Linked DNA regions of Mus musculus: region 2 is linked to region 1. The links are chromatin contacts, called in public HiChIP or PLAC-seq maps. All regions are on one chromosome and are shown on one strand. The core of a region is the stretch at or near the end of the contact, and the rest is flanking DNA. Distances in the headings are between cores, read along the strand shown.

Evidence for each region. HiChIP or PLAC-seq counts read pairs in DNA pulled down with a chosen protein or histone mark.
Region 2: a contact with region 1 is called in an H3K27ac HiChIP or PLAC-seq map of large pre-B cells, with 2.3 times the contacts expected there. The contact joins the enhancer-like site here to the promoter of Tmem160 in region 1. A contact is called at or near these places in 2 of 15 datasets of contacts at CTCF or cohesin (the NIH/3T3 cell line and embryonic stem cells), 22 of 484 Hi-C or Micro-C datasets (the AML12 cell line, the Ba/F3 cell line, CD4 T cells and 18 more), 12 of 115 datasets of contacts at active chromatin or transcription factors (the 230-238 cell line, embryonic basal ganglia, embryonic forebrain and 8 more) and 4 of 9 other capture datasets (adipose tissue, liver, macrophages and 1 more).

The regions. Positions count from the first base shown.
Region 1 is chr7:16,449,064-16,456,840 of GRCm38.p6, forward strand. Tmem160 (transmembrane protein 160) reads left to right here and starts at 3,716. Exons shown (of 3, transcript NM_026938.1): 1 at 3,716-4,107; 2 at 5,058-5,150; 3 at 6,098-6,427. The coding sequence starts at 3,900. The coding sequence ends at 6,363. It overlaps Npas1 (neuronal PAS domain protein 1), which reads right to left. Exons shown (of 12, transcript NM_008718.2): 12 at 6,658-7,241. The coding sequence ends at 6,772.
Region 2 is chr7:16,634,509-16,642,285 of GRCm38.p6, forward strand. No RefSeq gene overlaps it. Among named protein-coding and RNA genes, the nearest start is that of Gm24708, 14 kb to the left of the region's middle. Within about 2 kb of position 4,738, at least 35 of the 459 cell types and tissues checked have an H3K27ac peak or open chromatin away from gene starts, as enhancers often do. A contact at or near this core is called in the 230-238 cell line, the AML12 cell line and neural progenitor cells, where this site is marked.

The sequences.
Region 1 (7,777 bases), core at 2,466-4,965:
ACTTGCAAACTTTATATGTCCCAGTACAGGGGAACGCCAGGGGCAAAAAATGGGAATGGGTGGGTACGGGAGTGGTGGGGGAGGGTGTGGGGGACTTTTGGGATAGCATTGGAAATGTAATTGAGGAAAATACGTAATAAAAAATTAATAAAAATGAAAAAAAAATAATTTAGAAAAAACAAACAAACAACAAAAAAAAAAAAACCAATAGATAAAATTGGGACAGTATCTGGATTTCAAAGAAGTGTTAGTGCATGTGTTAAAGCTCCTAACCTTTCATTAGTTGGTCATGTTAAAACTATTGTTGCCAGGTGTGGTGGCGCACGCCTTTAATCCCAGCATTTGGGAGGCAGAGGCAGGCGGATTTCGGATTTCTGAGTTCGAGGCCAGCCTGGTCTACATAATGAGTTTCAGAACATCCAGGGCTACACAGAGAAACCCTGTCTCGAAAAAAAAAAAAAACAAAACAAAACACACACACACACACACACAAACAAACTACTGTTGTTTCTTCTATGGTATTTATTGTAAGTTGTATTGATTGTGCACATTCTAATTGTGTTAGTGTGTTGAAATCTGGCATGTCTATTATGGTGGTCTATCAACCAGCTTTTGTTTGATTGCCCGTGAGTATAAAGACCTTGGTATTGTGAAAAAAAAAACCCAAACCTTACAAATATTGGAAGAATACAGTCAGGTTTAAGCAGAAGCAAGAGGGTAGTGGACTTGATTATTGCCAGTATAGCAGCTTTGATCACAATAATAGCTAACACCACTGCTTTTGCAATTGCACTTTTGTTAATCATTTAGCAAAAAAGTCACGAATGCTCTGAGTATTCAAGAACATTTAGATAGGTGTTGGGAACAATGAACTGATACTGTTTATGATACTATTCACATTATCGGGGAGGAGGTTCAGAGTTTAAGAGTAAGAAACCACCGGGCAGTGGTGGCGCTCGCCTTTAATCCCAGCACTGGGGAGGCAGAGGCAGGCAGATTTCTGAGTTCAAGGTCAGCCTGGTCTACAAAGTGAGTTCCAGGACAGCCAGGGCTACACAGAGAAACCCTGTCTTCAAAAACAAAACACACAAACAAACAAACAAACAAAAAACAAAAACAAAAAAGAGTATGAAACCATCTCAAGTGCCATGCTAAATAACAATGGACTTGTGTCAGTTCTAACATTTACAACGACAGCCATTATAATTGGGAGACAATTCAAAGACATTTACAGGGCATTTGGCACAGTTCTAACACCTCTCTGGATATTTTAACTTTGCACACTGAGATTATCAGTTTAAAGAAGTTTTGATGCTGTGGTTATTGCTGTAAAGTTATTCATGGTTTAAGGTCAGTGTTTCCATCTTGTTCAAGCTTCAAGAATGGCATATATAGTAACTTGATCATGTTAGCCCTTCTTGTCCTGGAAATGCTTTTATTCCTTCTCATTTTGATAAAACTCGCCTTTAACAACATCAGCATGTTGGCAGCCAAAATACAAGGCTTGAAACTGAAAATGGACCCCAGACAGAGCCATTAGTTTAACAGGCTGGCAGTCAAAGCTGGGTAAGATTATGCACAGAGCCTTACCAACCTAAGACAGATGGGTAAGGAAGGCATTCTTGTCAGAACAACCTAACACAGGCATAGTCTTGTTTATGATTTAAAAAAAGGGCTGGCAGTGGTAGTGCATGCCTTTAATCCCAGGTGGATTTCTGAGTTTGAGGCCAGCCTAGTCTCCAGAGTGAGTTCCAGGACAGCCAGGGCTACACAGAGAAACCCTGTCTTGAAAAACCAAAATACAAATAAGTGTGTGCGTGTGTGTGTATGTGTGTATGTATGTGTGTGTGAGTGTGTGTATGTGTGTGTGAATGTGTGTGAGTGTGTGTGTGTATGTGTGAGTGTGTGTGTGAGTGTGTATATGTGTGTGTGAGTGTATGTGTGTGTGAGTGTGTATATATGAGTGTGTGTGTGTGAGTGTGTGTGTGTGTGTGTGTGTGTGTGTGTGTGTGTGTGTGTGTGTTTATATCCAAATTGTCCTGGTTTTACCTCTATGAAGTCCGTTTCCTCATAGACTCCTGGCTTGGTGCTGCAGTACTGAATACCAGGGTTCTTCTCATTGGCAACCATATTAGCCAATCGACAGCCCTTACAGTTTTTAACAATTTCAGCTGTTTTCAGACTGGCATCTTTAATTATGATGAGGGACTGGTAGACTAAGTCCTGCATTCTCTGGCATCCTATGTGTGAAGAACATTGAATCTTTTTCAGTATGCGTATACCCATTTTCTCTGGTACAATTAGTTTGTGATCAGCTAGCTGTCCTCCATCATCTCTTAGGACACTGAGACATGGACAGGGTTTTGGCTCAGATCACATCTTCTGTCTGATCAGAGAGTATGAGGTTTCCTGGGTCTAGGGCAATCAAGGACATGAGGAGCCCAATTTTTAGGGTCACTCACTGGGCTGTCTCACTGCCCTCTGGGACGGAGTTTAGTCTGTCCTTCTGCCGCCAGAAGGCCTCTCTCTATATAAATAGTCCCATAGATATCAGCAGTAGCAAAGGCACACTGGCTATCTGTGTCTCTTGTCTTTTCTCAGCTGTAACGCCTTGGTCAGAGCTGCCACCAGTTCAGCTTTGTGGGTTGATACTCCTGTCCGGAGTGGCTCTGCACATATGATCTGAGCAGTCATGCAGAGGCCCACCGATCAAGGTCAGGGTCAGGCAGCAGGGCAGCTGAAAAGTCATCCTGGGGCATTCAAGAAGAGAGGCTGGTAATGAGTCACCCTGGCGTCATCTTTAACCAGGAGGCCATTGCTGCACTGGTGTATACACAAGGTGGGGGTCGGCTTCTGGCAATTGGTGACAGATTGGCCATTGTCTGATGCCAAGGCCCTGAGTCCCCTGGCTCTAGGGAGGTCACCTGTAGTTAGCAAAGTAAAGCCTTCTTAGAGGAGGCACAATAGTCCGAACTTTTCAGGGCCCCTAAGAGGTCTTGGTTGTTTCTTTTGTTTCTGTTGCCACTGAAAGTCACTTATAAACTGATGAGGAGACTTTACCTTCAGGTTTTAGCAAGGCAGAAAGTTCAACTTTATTATCTACAAACAAGTTGTTGGGTTCCCTTTCACCTTTAGGGCTGCCCTGGGCTTGGGAGGGGCACCTTTGATCTTTAGCCCCCTCCCTCTTATCTCCTTCTCCTGAGACTATCTGTTTTAGGCATTTCTTATGTGTCCCGTGGTTTGGCTGTGGCTGCTATCAAGATCTTTGCCAGGTCTTGAGTCTGTTGCTTCTGTCCCCTCCTCTGCTTCTCCTCTGCAGTCTCTCTTCTGTTAAATACTCTCTCGGCCACTCTCACTAAGTTTGAGTCCCAGTACCGGTAATAACGTTTTGGAAAGAATCTAAGTAAAGACAGGAATGAATTTCCAGAAATGACATCTTATTAAAATCTGCATAGAAGAAAAACTGAAGAGGAATACAACAAAATAGTTATGTGTCCTCTTTAGTGAGGTAACTGGTAGTTGTTTCCGTGAGTTCACCACAGTTTTGCAACTAGTCTAAGCAACTAGTACAAGTTTTGTTTCCTGGCTGTTGAGAGCATTAACTTTTTTGAAACTACAAGTCCCAGCAGATATTCCGCCGCACCCTTCTGCAGGTCGAACTGCCTGCCGTACATTGATCTCTGGGATTTGTAGTCTGATGATAAAAATAAGGTGGGTCACACACTACCGGCACATATAACTGAAGTGGAGACACAGCCAGATACACCAATAGGTATTGCGTTCCGGGATAGAGTTGCGGGCAGATCACCAATGGTTGTGTCGCTCCTCATGAGTGATGTGACCTCCAGCCTACAGTAGGCCCGTGGGGCGGAGCTGGTGTCGCGGCCCCATTGCGAGCCATGGGAGGCGGCTGGTGGTGGGCTCGGGTCGCGCGCCTGGCCCGCCTGCGCTTCCGGGGGTCTCTGCAGCCTCCTCAGCGGCCCCGCAGCGGGGGCGCGCGCGGGTCCTTCGCCCCGGGCCACGGGCCACGCGCGGGAGCGTCGCCGCCTCCAGTGTCCGAGCTGGATCGCGCGGACGCTTGGCTCCTCCGCAAGGCACATGAGACAGGTCAGTGGCAGGGGCCGGGGTCGTTCGCGCTACAAGGAGAGGGGTTTCAATGTGCACGTGGGAGTGGGTGGCCAGAGTAAGGCAAGCATCTGCTGGGAACAGGGCCTGTGCTCAGCGGGGGCAGCTTCCTCATGTGAGCGCAGGGAACCGGTGTTGGGGGTTGGAGATTTTGCAGCCTGGCCGCATAGGACACCATCTTTCGGGTCCTGGCTAAAGGGGTACAGCAGGGATTAGTGGGGGTGGGGAGGAGGCTACGGTTAGGAAGAAGTAGTTGGCAGCACCACACTGCCTAGGTGAGAGACCGTTCCAGAGGCAGCTGGGAGGGAACAAGTTGCTTGAGACAGGGGTATCCGTTAGGATTACAGACAGAGGGGACCACTTGGAATAAAACAAGAGTGTGGCTACCCGCAGAAGATGGGGAAGTTCCGGATTGGACCAGCGTGTAACCAATGGTAGAGAAGGTGGCTGCTGATTGGAGGGAGAGGTGATCTAGACTGCAGAGGGAGGAATCTCAAACGAGGCAATGAGTTGAGAGATTGGAGCTGGTCTGGTGTTGAATGGGGCTAGTAGTGGGAACAGCCTTTTGGCAGCACTCAGGTACTTGAGTGGTGGGGAGGTGTGGACGCAAGGATGAGGCCATGCTAGGTAGGAGCGGTTACCACACAGGGGAAGGGACAGGCTGGAGAAGTTTGTCCCAGAGGTCTGAGGGAGAGAGGGAAGACCGCAGGATGCACAAGGGAAGACTTGGGAAGACTTTCTATCCTCAAACTTCAATTCGTGCTCTAGATTTTGAACGTCTGGGACAGAAGGGTAAAGGAATGGGACTTGCATGGGGCTTCCCGGAAGGGATCCGCATCTAGAATACTTTTGTCTTGTGGCTGAATAGGGTGAGAGGGGATCTAGGAAGCAGGGCTTGCTGATGCAGAGCTCCATCCCCCAACTCCCCGCAGCTTTTCTCTCCTGGTTCCGAAATGGACTTCTGTCATCCGGCATTGGGGTCATCTCCTTCATGCAGAGTGACATGGGCCGGGAAGCTGCCTATGGTGAGTACAGACCATCCCTATGGGAAATGGGCCCCTCCCCCTTTTCCTCCAGTTCTGAGTCCTCCTACCCTAACAGTTGGAAAAGGAGAGCACTCCCTCCATTTTCTCTTGCCTCACTAGTTACATCTCCTCTTACACCTCCTTCATCGGCATTGTGAGGAGTCCACCAGACAGTTTCCAAGTAGCCTTGACTTATGTGGACACCTTTGTTTATACCCCAGACCAGCCCCTTTGGATATTGAATTTCTCCTCCAAGTCTCACATACTTCCTTTTACAAAGTCTCATGTATTTGAGTCCTTGTCTGCCTTTATTTGTTTGTTTGTTTGTTTATGTATTGCTATAACGGGAAGGAAAGCAGCCTACTAGTTAAGTGCTGTGTCACTGAGCTACACATCGCCATCCTTCCACTGGAATTTTTTAGCCAAGTGCTCTACCTTTGAGCCACGCCCCCAGTCCCTCACTGGGGGATTCTAGGCAGGGGCTCGACCACTGAACTACATCACCAGCCTTTTTGTTTTTTTGAGATTTATTTTTATTTTATGTGTATATGTGTATATGGAGACCATGTGCATGCCTGGTACCCATGAAGCCAGAAGAGAGCACAAGAACCCCTCGGACTGGAGGTACAGATGGTTGTGAGCCACCATGTGGGTTCTGGGAACTGAACTCAGGCCATCTGAAAGAGCAACAAGTACTCTTAACCTTGAAGCCATCTCTCCAGGACTGCCCCCCCCACCCCACCCCTTCCCGTGTTATTTTGAGGCAGTCGCAGTAGCCCGAGTAAGCCTTCCGTTAGCTAGCACTGCTCCAGCCTCTCACTAGCTGACGTTAGAAGCCTTGTCCCGCCCTGTGCTCGTACTGACTCATCCTCCCCACCCGTCACCCTGTCAGCCCCTTGGGATACGCTGGACCCTGTAACTATTGACTACTGCTCCTTCTTCCACAGGCTTCTTCCTGCTGGGTGGCCTGTGCGTGGTGTGGGGCGGAGCCTCCTATGCGGTGGGTCTGGCAGCGCTGCGGGGACCCATGCAACTGTCGCTTGCTGGTGCTGCCGCTGGTGTGGGGGCAGTGTTGGCTGCCAGTCTGCTCTGGGCTTGTGCAGTAGGTCTCTACATGGGCCAGTTGGAACTGGACGTGGAACTGGTGCCTGAGGATGATGGGGCAGCCAGTACAGAAGGCCCAGATGAAGCGGGCAGGCCACCCCCTGAGTAAACAACAGGGCTGTGGGGACTGGCTGGGCCTGACGACTGGGACATTAAAACCTGACCCTTCCGCAGTTCAAGACTCTGAGTGATAGCTCCTGTTATCTGGGGAGGTGGGGAGGGGAGAAGAGGGCAACCTTTGGGGACGAGGCTCAGTGGGTAAAGGCACTTGCTCCTAAGCCTGGCGACCTGAGTTTGATACTCAGGACCTGCGTGGTAGAAGAAGAGACCTAATTTCCACACCATACCACACATGGACACACATACAAGTAAATCAGTTCAAAGGAACAAGGCCAAGCAATCATGAGAGGCAGCATCCCCGGGGAGGGAGCCCCTTAGGGCATGGTGTTTAATTCTCAAGAATGACTCCAGGACTTGATCTGTGTCTCAGGTTTGGCCCTCTGGTGTTACACTGTCTTCAGTCTCCCTTCCGCTGCACCCTAGTACCTGTGGGCCCCGGATAGGGCAAGCCCAGCGTAGGGTAAAAGGCCTCTGGAAGCGAGGGGCCTGCGCCCAGCCTGTGCAGATGTGGATACATCAGGCTCAACTCCGCAGGGCCATAGCGGATGGTGCCTGGGGTGCACAGGCCCCGCACAACGGGTGGCAGGAAGCCTGCATGAAGGAGGGCGGGTGAGGGGTCTCCGGGAGTTGTCAAGCCCCACGGCAGCACTGGATCATGCTTCAGGGCTCCCGCCCGGATGACAGAAGTGAATTCTGGCCGAGGTGGAGCCGGTGGATCCGAGAGCTCCTCTTCTCCACTGTCCTCTGAGCCTCTAGCTTCCTTCGGGCTGGCCTCCACTTTGATGCGTTTGCCTCGGGCCTGAGGGTCCTTGTCCTTGTCCTGGTCCGCAGGCACAGCCTGCTTCCCGTCAACTGGAGGCTCTTCCTCTGAAGAAGATACTTTATAGTTATTCTTTGCTGAGCTCTACTGCTGTACCACACCCACAGCCCCTTACAGCCTGCACCCGCGGGAGAGGGGGAAGAGGTCAAGATAGAGGCTCTACCACTGCCAAGCTATGCCCCCAGCCCCTCACTGGGGGATCCTAGGCAGGGGCTCTACCACTGCCAAGCCACGCCCCCAGCCCCTCACTGGGGGATCCTAGGCAGGGCTCTATCACTGAGCCACGCCCCCAGCCCCTCACTGGGGGATTCTAGGCAGGGGCTTTACCACTGAGCCACACTCCCAGCCCCTCACTGGGGGATTCTAGGGAGGGGCTCTACCACTGCGCCACACTCCCAGTCCCTTAGTGATGGATTCTCCTCAGGCCTACAGTTGAGCCAGATTCTAAGCCTTCTTTTGATTTTCTATGTGTGGATGAGGGTATGGAGGTGAACATCAACACTGGTGCTCTTCCTCTATCGCTATCATCATCATCATTATTACCGTGTTGTGTGTATACAATGGAGGCGTACATGCCGCCATG
Region 2 (7,777 bases), core at 3,488-5,987, 190 kb after region 1:
AAGCCACTGGGATTAACCACTACCCAGTTAAGGATTTTAAAAAATCATTACTGCCTCCTTAAAACAAATGAGCCAGGCAATCCCAGTACTTGGCAGAGGCAGGCAGATCTTTGTGAGTTCAAGGACAGCCTGGTCTATAGAGTAAGTTCCAGGGCAACGAGGGCTGCACAGAGAAACCCTGTCTTAAAAAGCAAAAGCAAAACAAACAAATTGACAGGCTTTTCAAGGTCCGTATCTTGACCAAACCTATGTGAGATACAGGTGGAGGGGCCGGAGAGATGGCTGAGCACCTTTAAATCCAGTTCCAGGGGATCGGATGTCTCCCAGTCTCCCATATTCACCAGGTACACACGTGGTGCCCACACATACATCAGGCAAAGTGCCTGTATATACAGGATTTAAAAGAAGAAGATACAACTCTAAGTATTTAAAAAAAACCTTTAAAATATTTATTTATTATATGTGTATGAATGTACACTATGTGAGTGTCTAGGAGTTACAAATGGTCGTGAATCATCCTGTGGGTGCTAGGAATTACTTAATCCTGGGTCCCCTACAAGAGCAACAAATGTTCTTAACCACTTAGCCATCTCTCCAGCCCACTAAATGTTTGTTTAAAGTGGTCACCTTATTTTAATTAATTAAGTAAGTAATTAATTATTTTACATCCCGACCAAAGTTTCCCCTCTGTCCTCTCCTCTCAGTCCTTCCCTCCCTAGCTGCTAACCCCCCTCTTCTCCCCCATCCACCCCTCCTCCCTTTCTCCTCAGAAAAGGGCAGGCCTCCCATGGCTGCCAACCAGCCTTGGTATATCAAGTTGCAGTGAGACTAGGAACATCTTCTCCTACTGAGGCTAAATGTGGCAACCCAGAAGTGGAGAGTGGGAGGGGGTGGGGGATCCCAAAGGCAGGCAACAGTCAGAGACAGCCCTGTCCCCTCCGTTAGGAGTCTGAGCAGAAGACCACACTGTGTATCCATTACATATGTGCCGAGGGCTTGAGTCAATCCCATGCATGCTCCCTGGTTGTTGGTTCAGTCTCTGTGAGCCCCTGTGGGCCCAGGTTAGTTGAGTCTGTGGGTTTTCTTGTGGTGTCCTCGACCCCTCTGTCTCCTTCAATCCTTCTTCCCCTTCTCCAGAAGGATTTCCCAGGCTCTGCCTGATGTTTGGCTGGGGTCTCTGCATCAGCTTCCATTAGCTGCTGGGTGAAGCCGCTCAGATGATAGTTTTGCTAAGCTCCTATCTGCAAGTATAGCAGAGTATCATTAACAGTGTCAGGGGTGGGTGCGCTCTCATGGCATGGGTCTCAAGCTGGACCACTCATTGGCTGGCTACTCCCTCTGTTCCTATTCCATCTTTAACCATGAACATCCTATAGGCAGGACAAATTATGGGTCTAGGGTTTTGTGTCTGGGTTGGTGTCCTACTCCCTCCATTGGAAGTCTTGCATGGTTACAGGAGGTGGCCGGTTCAATCCATGTTCCCCATTGCTAGGAGTCTTAGCTGGAGTCACCTTCATGGATTCCTGGGAGTTCCCATTACCTTAGGTTTCTAGCTCATCCCAGAGACACCCTAACACCACCAGGCAGAGGCAGGTAAATCTCTGAGTTCAAGGACAGCATGGTCTAGAGAGAAAGTTCCAAGGCAGCCAGGGCTGCCTCCCAAGTGCTGGGATCAAAGGTGTGAGCCTCCACTGCCTGACAGTGAATCATTTGTTATAAAAAGAAAGTGAGGGCTGGAGAGATGGCTCAGCGATTAAGAGCACTGACTGCTCTTCCACAGGTCCTGAGCTCAATTCTCAGCAACCACATGGTGGCTCACAGCCATCTGCAATGTGATCTGATGCCCTCTTCTGGTGTGTCTGAAGACAGCTACGGTGTACTCATCATATATGTGTGCGCATGTGTGTAATAAATCTTTTCAAAAACAAAAATCAAAAAAGAAAGTGAAAAGGAAAAGGAAGGATTCTGGACACTTGGATCCCCTCAAGGTTAAAAGATTTTAAGAGCCGAAGGTGGTTGATGACTGCTAAGAAACAGCCATCCGGACATGACTGGACTTAACCATGCATGAGCTCACAGAGACTGGGAGCATGTACAGGACCTGCGCAGGGTCAAACCAGACAAAATCCCAGTGTAGAGACGGGGAAGTGGACATCAACTGGGCTCTAACTAAGAAGCTGTTGGCAATTGACACCGTCTGTAAAAGGAAAACCAGTTCTCGCCAACGGACTTCACTGTGTGTATTTCCCACACTCTGGGCCAGGCCCTATGCCCAGGAATAGTTATCCATGTGTGTGGTTTTTTATTTTTTTTAAAGATTTATTTATTTTATGTATATGAGCATACTGTAGCTGTCTTCAGACATACCAGATCCCAATACAGATGGCTGTGAGCCACCATGTGGATGCTGGGAATTGAACTCAGGGCCTCTGGAAGAGCAGTTGGTGCTCTTAACTGCTGAGCCATCTCTCCGGCCCTTCTTTTCGTTTTTCTCTCTTTCTTTCTTCCTTCCTTCCTTCCTTTCTCTCTCTCTCTCTCTCTCTCTCTCTCTCTCTCTCTCTCTCTCTCCTTCCTTCCTTCCTTCCTTCCTTCCTTCCTTCCTTTTTTTTAATGACTCAGAGAGTTCCCATAGGAGTGTTTCTCTGACCACGCCTGACCAGTTCACATATATGGCGATCTTTCTCTAGAGAAAGGCAGACTCCCCTCCTTCTCCTGCTGTCAGGAGACCTCAGGCTTTCCTGGCTTGCCTGGTGACTGGTACCAGAAATCAACCTGACCCTGAATTTTAATTAGGCTTCATGCAATTTTATTACATACACACATGGGTATGTGCACACATTCAATCCTCATATAAAAGTAGATCAAACACTTTCATTAGTAACTAAACTGAGAATTTCGTAAATAAATCTATGGGCATTCAGGACCCTGAGCATGCCTTCATTCATTTATTCATTCACTCATTCACTCATTCACAGGTGTATAAGTCTTTCCCAGGCACATGATCTTTCCAAACAGCAGCCTAGTCCCTGTCCTCATAAAGCCATGGTTCTAGTGGACTGGTTGGCAGAGCAGCAAAGGCTTCTATAGCCAGAGATTGACTGCAAATACACAGGGGACAGAGAAGTAAACCGGGAAGGGGTGCTCCTGGTCTCTAGAGAAGGTGGTTAGGGAAAGCATCCCTCGCCCCGGACATATGGGGCAGAGACACCTGAGTCAAGAGCTTTCCAGGGACAGGACACAGCTTCCAGGGCGCTGTGGGAACACGGTTCATGTTGCTTTCCCACACCACGTAGGATGGCCACACCACCTTCGCAAACCCGGGCTGGGTTATGCACAGGACCAGAGGGCCCGACACTGATGGGAGGCCTTGCTCTCCTTCCAGCCTAGCTTTTTACCTGCCGGAACTTACCCACCACAGCCGAGCAAACTATTAAAGAAAAACGAGTCTCAGCTACCTGCATGGAAAAAGGGGTTGTGATTTTGCTCATAATCAGAGAATCTTTGAGCCTTGTACTTTCGCAAAGTAGGACACGTTCATTTAGGTGTGAAATTGTAAAGTAGGAAATAGCCTCTAACTCACTTAACGGAGGCGTGAAGGGAGTGGTTGGGGGTCCCTGCTACTCTGAAATATCATCCAGAAAAACATAGGTTCTACATGGAAGAAACCTTGAATGTATATAGGTCTCTCTGAACACACAGTGTGTTTAGCTCTGTTGATCTCCAGGTGCTGGAGATGATAATTCAACTTTTTACACGGGGCTGTCAGGCCTGGACTGTGCCTGCCTCTCCACTGCCTTGCATCCCCTTATTGGGGTTTGAACATTTAGTGCAGGACACACATGGTGGAGATGGATCAGAATTCTTCACCTGACTCCACCCTGCTGTGTGTTGGATAACTAGGCCTGAGGATGTCAGACTCAGTCCACACCCTTGGGCCTCTCACCATGATCACAACCCTGTGGGAATCAGGAGGGGCCTCGCTGGAGGAGCTGTGAGATCCTCACAGATAGGTGAGTGTTAGTGGGGATTAATACCTGTTGCAGTTTTTCTCTTAACCTAGCTATCTCCCAAACGATTGAGATTTGACTGCTGTTTTTATTTAACAAGCTTTAAGGGCACAACAATCGAGTAGCATTAATCTATTCTAGTCCTCTGTGCTAATCTGGCTACCCCCCAGCCAAAATTCCCAGCATAGTACTGAACTGGCTCTCTCTGCTCCAGGTGTTTTCTCATGGTGTCTCCTGGACTCTCTCCCCCTAGCTAATCCCTATTTTCTCTCTCTGTCCTCCACCCTATCCTCTGGCTGGGAGGAAGTCCAGCCCCATTTTTTTCCCCCGCTCAATCATTGGCTGATCAGCTAGCTTTATTGACCAATCAGAGAATAATTGGGGAGCAATGTGTACACAACTTTGAGACAGGAGATTCTTAGAATAAGGTTGGCAATCATATTTGGGGGGTACAGAAATCAGCGTCTGAGTAATACAAGGAGAGTCTTTACACAGCACACAATAACGTTACGCCTACAGGCGAGCACATGGAAGCCTTGGCTCCAGATCTCTGTCCTAGATGCCACTCCAGGTGACACTGGGGACTTGTCTTTCAGAGGTGGAACTTCACTTCCTGTTAGAGCTGTCAGGAAACATGATTTATTAGCCACAACAGCCACAGCTGGGTCCCCTGGGTATCTCTTTCTGCTGAGACTCAGCACGGAGGGCAGAGCTGGACGGGTGCCCAGGCCATCAGCCAACTGCTCTGATAGATTTCTAAGAAACATGTCTTTGGCAAGTGCTTGTCCTCACAGGTCCAGCTCAGTGAAATCTCACAGCTAGGCAAATGGTAACAGACTGTTGATTTGGGATGCTTCCCTGTCCCAAGGCCAGGTCATTACTCATATTTAAAATTCCCTCCTAATGTGGCAACCCCTTAATAGAGTTCCTCACGATGCAGTGACCCTCCCCCCAACCACAAAATTGTTCTCATTGTGACTTCATAATGGGAATTTTGCTACAGTAATGAAGGATAATGTAAATATCTAATATACATATGGTATTAGGTGACCCCTGTGAAAAAGTCATTCAACTCCTAAAGGGGTGGAGACCCACAGGTTGAGAAACCCTGCCTTATATACTTGTTGATGATCATCTGCCTTGTGTCCTATCATGGGGAAGTTGAGAAGAAGAAAACACAGTAACTGACTCTGACAACAGGCCATAGGCAGCAGATCTAATGAAGCACACGATGCTCTACAGCCTCGGCAGCCACTTCTCCACCACAAAGGCCTTAATAGATGTCTGGACCCCAGAGGGGATGGCCAAAATCTGTGAACATGAACTCCTCCTATTCGGTCTCTTCCTCTGTTCCTTCACAAAGTCTGTGACACAGCCCCCCTCCAAGTCACAAAAACCATAGTCTGAGAGCAGGACTTGGACTCTTTCCCTCATCTGCTTGTCATCTGACACTGGAACCCACAGCTTTCAGGTCTTCAATAACCAGTCTTGAACTAAACAAATGGACGTCTCTGTCCCATGAAAACCGTAGGCTCAGCGTTCCTCCGTCTGAGGGCAGATGCTGAGGATATCCATGTGAAGTCTTCAAATGTTTCAGATCTAAGGGGAGTGTCTTAGTTAGGGTTTTACCACTATGAACAGATACCATGACCAAGGCAACTCTGATAAGGACAACATTTAACTGGGGCTGGCTTACAGGTTCAGAGGTTCAGTCTAATATCATCAAGGCAGGAACATGGCAGTGTCCAGGCAGGCATGGTGTGGGAGGAGCTGAGAAGTTCTATGACCAAGCCAGCTCAGTCAGCCAACAAGGTCTCCAGGGAGGGATTGAGGATTGAAAAGAAAAAGACAATGAAACAAAACTATGACATGACTCCAGTGCTGAGGCTGAAGCAGCTTTATTTTTTTCTAGTGTGCGTTTATATCATTCTAGGTATATACAAAGAATATGGTCAGTCCTAAGGCATGAACAGAGTAGATAAGAAACAAACAAGGTATAAACAGAGGTCCTGTGATTTCTGTATTCAGGGTCTTAACAAGTTAGTATAAAGCAGAAATGTAGGTTTAGATTTTTCAAAACATACTTAATTATGTTTTTTTTTTTTTGATGCTTCAACATCTCTTCTAGCCCACCACCCAACAGAGGTATGGCAAAAGAAAGGTTAATAGAAAACAGGAGTTATGGACCCGTTTAGAAATAGTTCTTTGGGATAATTCCAATCTTTGTTGTCAGCAGTCCAGTCCACTAGCAAACACCAAACACGAATCAGCAGCAGCAGCTCAATCCCAAAGAAACCTCAAGGCTCCACCAAGTGGTGTTTGTCTGCAGAAGTGCCAAAAAGCAGCCCGAATATCACCAGAAGTTCTTTGGTGCATTTCTCTATGAAGTCACGACAAGTGAAGATCAGTGAAGAAAGCAAGGAGAACCAATGCAAGAGCATCGTCAGCAAAGAGCAGTGTCGGCGAAGCCCAGTGATGACCAGCAAAGAGTCGCAAGGCAAACCAATACCACACGGCATCTTTCACTGTCTGCTGGGTTAAACTTTATTATACTTTTATTTTTTTAATACTTTATTATATTTTTTATTTATACTTTTTAAATTTACTCTTTCCAAACATCAATTGTCTTCTCAAGCTTCCACTCCAGCCAAATATCACACGCCATTTCATCAGGAGCTTTCGGAAAATCACTACTTGTCTGTTCTCAGCCAAACATCCTCTTATAAGACAGTTTCCAGATATATGTCACATGACAAAACCCAGTCTCCAACAAAGCCAGAAATTCCCACATCATGGAAATCCAAGAGGGTCTGAATCAAACACATAGCCAACCCTCAGTACTTATGGGGAACTGAATTCAGGAGCTCTGCACACCCCAAAAGCCGTGGAAGCTCAATAATAGTCACGCACGTGAAGTGAGGAATAATGGCGGGAGGTCACGTTGTCTGTGTGTCAGCGTGGCTGTAACTTGTTTCTCAATAGTTTAGTTTTACTGTTGTTTTGTTCTTGAGACAGGGCTTCCTTCACTGGGTTGCCCTGACTGTCCTGGAAGTCTGTAGACCAGGCTGGCCCCAAACTCACAGAGATGCACCTGCTCTGTGCTGGAATTAAAGGCTTGTACCACCACCGCAGGGCTGTAAATACTTTTGATCTGCAGTCTGGGCAGCGGGACTCTCTAGCCCACTTCTGTAGCCTCTTTAACTGGTATCATTTTGCACCTGCCTATATGCACACAGACGCATTGGCTACACTTACTGTGAGCTGTCTGATGTGAGAGTTCTCATTCTCTCGGGCAAGCTAGAGAGGTAGGAGGATTAGATGACAACGTCACTAAAGTCACTGAAACCCCTGCATGCTGTGGATCGTTATTCAGTTGATTCTGACATTGTTGAAGGACAGAAACCTGTTCACCTGTTTCTGGCGTAGTGTGCTCCCAACACAGCCACGTGCGGATCCACAGCACAAGGCAGGGATCCACGGCATGTGCAGATCCACCACATGAGGCAGGGCTAACACCATCTGTTTTTCTAGATTCTGAGATGCTAACTTTTCCTTTTTTTCCTTGCTTTTAACTACCTGACTTTGTTCCAGGCCCTCGGATTGACACTCTGAGCTTCTTGGCTCTTTTCTGAAGCTTCTCCCTCCCCCCAAGGGGGGCTGCTTGTCTCCCCTGTGGTGCTGCCCTGTGCTGACCTCTGTGCCTGACTCATACACCTGGCTTCTCCCTTCCTCTTCTCCAGCTCCCTGTCCAGGCAGTGGCCAAGATTTCC